Linked DNA regions of Podarcis muralis: region 2 is linked to region 1. A link is a contact called in public Hi-C data. All regions are on one chromosome and are shown on one strand. Each heading gives the region's core, a stretch centred on a gene start, on an enhancer-like site or on the middle of the called end of the contact. The rest is flanking DNA. Distances are from core to core; before and after follow the strand shown. Region 1 holds the start of OS9 (OS9 endoplasmic reticulum lectin). Region 2 holds the start of ESYT1 (extended synaptotagmin 1).

Region 1 (2,700 bases), core at 59-2,558:
ACCCTCATCCCAATCCCAGATGTTCTCTTGACAAGGTCCATGCCTCTTCCACACACTGTCTCCAATAGCACTTTGGAGCTGAACACCTTATTGCCTGGGTCCAGGGCACCAGACCAAAGCCTCTCCAAAGGACACACTCATCTAGAATGGTTCCCTCACACACCTGTGGATGACAAGATTAACTGAGATAAGGAGTTTGGCCAAGCCAAGAATTATCCTAACAACTGCAAAGCTATCCTGGCAAAAATGTCAGTGTTTAAAAGGAAATGTGTATGATTTTTCATAAAGCACAGACCTCCAGGATCCTGCAATAAACACACATCAGGAAGCACCCTATGAATCACTGAAAGCTGTGGAATGGCTTTTGCCTGATTCTGCGACTGCTATAAGACTAAGTCCCAAAATTCAAAGGGGTTTTACTGACACATAAGGGGAGAAAGGGCTTTTCTCATGGGTCTATTCATATTAATGTAGTCGTTTCAGTTCTGCCTGTAGTGATTTATTATAGATTCTGTTTTTAATATTTAATATTGCAATGTTGTAACCCACCCAAGGAATGTATGTTTGTGGACTGTTATATAGATCTAATTAATAATAATATGACAACTATTAATTGAATTAATGAGACATTATTAATAGGAAGGTTATTATTAATAGCAACAATAGAACAGCATTTTAGAAAAGGACAAATCCTGGGGCCCAGGAGACAACAGCCATTCCAAGTGAATTAAACGGGTCATGCAGCCTGCGTGCTCCAGCTTCAGGTAGGGCATCGGCTCACCGAATCCCTTCCACAGCTCTTGTCCAGGGTCACTGAATGTGGATTAATTACTCCTTGACATGTTTTCATTATGCTCTTGTGCTAATATTCAGGAAAGCTAAAGTAAATGCTAAAATAATATTCCCCCCATTATACTTTAAATGCATTATACAGTATTCAAGATCACCGTGCTTCCACAGAGCTGTAACAGGGGTGTCGAAATAATCTGGATTAAATTATCTAGATTTTAAAAACAAAACAAAACACGGAGCCACGCATCTGCAGGCAGCTGGCGCGCGCCGTCAAGCGGTATTTACGAATTGCGCAGCAGTCCCTCTAGTCCTGCAGGCGCTCGCTGTTCTGATTGGCTGCCGAGGTCGGCCGAGCGCCGAGCTGAGCGTCCCGCGACGCGCTTCTTCCTCGTTTAGCCGCAGCCCGATACGGGCGCTCGCTCTCCTGATTGGCTGACGGGAGCGACCCAATCCCCTTTTACCAGGTTTCTCCAACGAACGCTTCACTCCCCCGCCCTCCCCGGCAGCCAATGGAAAGGCTCCCGCGCAATAATGGTCATCGGACCCGCCCCCTCCCGTAGAGGAAGGGCGGAAGTAGCCTCTGCGGCGGCCGCCAGTAAAGCCGGAGGGAGCCGCGCGAGGAAGATGGCGCCGGCGCGACGCCTCTCGGGGTCCTGGGTGCCTCGGCTGCTCCTCCTCCTCCTGGCCGGGGCTCTGGCGCTGGGGCGCAGCGAGGCGCTGGGCGCGCTCAACCTCCACGAGCTCAGCGAGCTGAAGTACGGCATTGAAATCGGCGCCGAGCCCGTGATGGCCGGGCAGGTATGGCTGGCTGGGCCGAGCTGAGGCGATGGTGGTGGGCAGGGAAGCGCCGGAGAGTCCAGCAGAGGCGGCAAAAGGAGTCTGGCGGCGCCTCGGGAAAGACCTGCGCTCCTTGTTGTCGTCGTCCTCGTCATTACTGTGGCAGAAGGTTCCGCGGGCCCGAGGCCGCCTCCTCAGGCGCCGCCGCCGCCACACGGCTCTCGCCCCTTCATCAACTCGTGCCCGGCTTCTGAGGGGCCGCAAGGCGCTGCGCTGGCTCTGCTCGCAGCAAGAGGCTTCCCAGGGCGACCCCCCCCCCCAATGAGAGCCGCCCCCGACCAGGTCCTGTTGGATCTCTTGTGTGTTTGATGCCGCCTTTATTGTTTGTTGATGGGTTCATTTTTGTGTGGTTTTTTGCTGCGTTTTATAAGTATTGTACCCTCGCTTTGGGGGTTATTTGCAATGAAGAGCCAGGTAACTAATTGTATGAACAAATAAAACAAATCTGTCTGCAATAAACAACAGGTAGGGGTCCTCTGTCCCATTAAAGTAGCAAGATATTATTTTAAATTATTATTATGTATTCAGTTTATATGCCACACTTTATCCAAAGACAAAGATCCAAAGATAACATTTTTTATGCAGAATAATAAAACAGTGTACACAGCAAAATAATAAAAAACAATAGTAACATCCCCCCACATTTAACAGGCCATAGATTATTTAATGGATGAACACCTGGGTAAAGAGGAATGTTTTTGACTGGTGCCTAAAGACATGTAATTATGGTGGTAGGTGAGCTTCCCTTGGGAGACCAGGATAGAGAAACTGTGGTCTTCCAAGAAATTCTTGGACTACAGGTTCCATCATCCCTGACTATTGGATATACTCGCTGGGAATGATGGGAGTTGGAAGCCTTCAGTGTCAGTCAGGCCACAGCTTTCTCCATTCCTATCTAGAGGAACAGTATCTCACCCTTCAAGTGGCCAAGGTATGCCATAAAGGGCATAATAATATTCATGTAATAAACATTTAATTACTTCAGAAAAATTGACCATTTCACCAATCATGTAATACAGGACTGGGAAGCCTGTATCCCTCCAGATGTTGTTGAACTCCAACTCCCAGCAG
Region 2 (2,700 bases), core at 78-2,577, 230 kb after region 1:
AAATAGTGTGCAACTGCTGTAACAAGTAAAAATAAACTTTTAAAAATTTAAATTCTGCTCGAAGAACACTCACATGATGTGTTCAAAGTAAATTACAGAAACCATATATAAGTTTGTGTGTTCATGTGTATACAATTGGTCAACCTTAATTTTCTTATTCTGATTCCAAATATTTTTTTAAAAGCTGAGCAATTGTTGGTTGGTTGGTTTCTAAAGCAATGTGTTAGAAACATCTGAAATATGGGTGGCTACAGGACAAGGCCAGTGAATGGGTGAATTGCGACCATGCCTTCTTCCCTCCCTACCCAGAATTGCATTCCTGACATGGCTTGCCTGTGGCCTTCAGATCTTGCTGGGCTCTCAACTCCCACCAGCTCCGGCCAGCAACATCCAAAGGGCCGTGTTCCCCATCCCTGTCAAGGGGGCTGGAGGTAGGATTTAGGGACTCTCAGGGAACGGTCAGTTATTCTGCATGAAACTGAACTCATATGAAGATGATTCAGTCCGGATAAGCTGCAATTTGATACAATAGCAATTTTTGGGAGGGTATTCCCAGAATCACAGCACATACTTTGATTGATTATTTCAGCTGCCACGGCTCCTTACAAATGATCCTGAGGAACTCTTTGCTACAGATATGCAGCCTAACCTCCCTCAACACGGATTCCGTGTTAGAGAGTAAATGCCACAAACCACAGAAGCAGGATTGGTGCAGACGCTCCTCACAGAGCTGAAGGCCACCTAGACTGTCTTCATAACATGGCTTGACTAGGACTGACCAACCAACCAACCACTAGCTGCTCACAGATCAAGCTGCAGATGACCCAGATCACATGTCACAAGCAAGGAGAGTGGTTGATGCACCCCAGAAAACAGGCCTGTGCTGTGGACAGCTAAAAACAGTGCTGGTCACAGTGCTCTGTGCAAGATACCAGAAGCAGAGAGGGCTAAAGAAAATCCAAATTGGAAGCTATATAATGGTCCCAATGCATGTCTACTGCATTACCCATAATACGTATTATTCATGTAAAAGGAGCAAAGCACCAAGGATCAGGTGGGGAGAAGGGCACAATTTAAGGTCACCACGACCCCCTCTGCATGCATGGAGGTTACATTTCCTGGCTACAGTTAAGATAAAAACCATGGTTTGTGGTGCATGAGTGATTTGTGATCTCTTTGCTCCTCCCCACTGGAACATGGCGGAAACAGGGCACAGAAACGCCAGAAGTCAAAGGTACAACCTTAGCTGATCCAGGTGTGTTGCCTTTGTCAGTAACCGACTGGTCCCTTGGTAGGTGAGGAAGCTGGGGCCCTTTGCCCAGAGACTGGCTTCCTCCCCGGGTGCTGAGGTGAAAATGCCCTGGAGGGAGGAAGAGGAGGAGCTTTAGAAGGTGTTTGCTGCAGCTGCCAGAGTGGCCATTACAGCCTCCAGATGCTCCCGGTGGATGTAGGCCACAAGCCCTCCTTGGTTGGCCCAGCGCTCAGCACCCAGAGCGCCCTCCACAGGCTTGTTGTAAGTCAGTTCCGGTAGCGGCTTGCGTTGCCCAGCCTGCCAGGACTTCAAGGCCTCCGAAAGGTCAACCATGCCTCCGCCAAGGGCTAGCAGGATGGCGTGGGGGCCGCAGGAGTCCCACTTAAAGGTGCTGCCCTCCGAGAGGACGTAGGCGTCGGCCAGCCCCAGCGCCACACACAGCATCTTGTACCCGGCACCGGAGGCAAAGCACAGCTGCTGCCCATACAGGGGGGTCAGGGCTTCCTGCAGCGCCACTTTCTCATTGCTGCTCAGGACCACACGAGGGGAAGTCCGCAGCTGGGGCCGGCTTAGCGAGCTCAGGCGGGTGCCCCCATAGGAGATGCCCCAGTGATATTTGCTCTGCCACCTGCAAAAAAAAGAGGGACGTGTCAGAGAAGGCTAGTCAGGAAAAGCACCAGAGAGTCACGCTGTACTAGGACCTGGTGGAGACAGCAACCGGTTGATGCTGCTTTCCCCATCCCCAACAAGAACCTTGATGCAAGGAGGATGGATGAGGTGGTCATCAGTGCTGTGTGAGTGGAAAGCCAAAGTGAGAGGCTGCAGCACACAGATTGCTAGAAAAGAAAAACACAACTGGGATGGAGGCCCAGGATAAGAGGACGACCTACCCACCGTGGAAGAATGGCAGATGAAGGTTATAGACTATATGGGGCTGGCAGAAATGACCGGCAGAATCCGAGACCAGGGAAGAGAGACGGCGGAAGAAGATTGGAAGAAGTTCAAGGACTATCTTAAGAAATATTGTAAAATTATTGAATGTTAGAACGATGTTGGTTTAGAAATTAAGTGGTTTCTAGCTGTAATGATTATGTAATTAAGAAAAGAAAGGTTAAAAATTAAATAGAAATTAGGGGAGGGATTTGCTGAATTAAATAATTAGAGATTGGAATACAGAAAGGGGAGGTTTGAGGAGTTCGGGAAAGTAAGTTATAAGAAAATAAGGGAATGAAATTATACTTGTTTTGTTTGTGTTTTTGTTTGTAATACTGTTTTTCTTTTTGTATAATTTTTGAAAATTTAATAAATATATTTTTTTTTTAAAAAAAAAGGATAAGAGGACGACCAAGGATGCCCTTTGGACCCTGTCTTGAGCAGGGGGTTGGGCTAGATGAGCTCCAAGTACATTCCAACTCTAAAATCCAACGATGGGACAAAATGCCCTGGAA

What was found. A called contact is a pair of places that touch in the nucleus more often than the background predicts.
Region 2: a Hi-C map of tail shows a contact between it and region 1, with 2.2 times the contacts expected there. The contact joins the promoter of ESYT1 here to the promoter of OS9 in region 1. A contact is called at or near these places in 2 of 3 Hi-C or Micro-C datasets (blood and tail).

What each region holds. Positions count from the first base shown.
Region 1 is chr2:5,166,055-5,168,754 of rPodMur119.hap1.1, forward strand. It overlaps OS9 (OS9 endoplasmic reticulum lectin), which reads left to right and starts at 1,309. Exons shown (of 13, transcript XM_028721342.2): 1 at 1,309-1,590. The coding sequence starts at 1,324.
Region 2 is chr2:5,397,504-5,400,203 of rPodMur119.hap1.1, forward strand. ESYT1 (extended synaptotagmin 1) reads right to left here and starts at 1,328. Exons shown (of 32, transcript XM_077923790.1): 1 at 1,242-1,328. It overlaps INPP1 (inositol polyphosphate-1-phosphatase), which reads right to left. Exons shown (of 6, transcript XM_077923792.1): 6 at 1-1,880. The coding sequence ends at 1,385.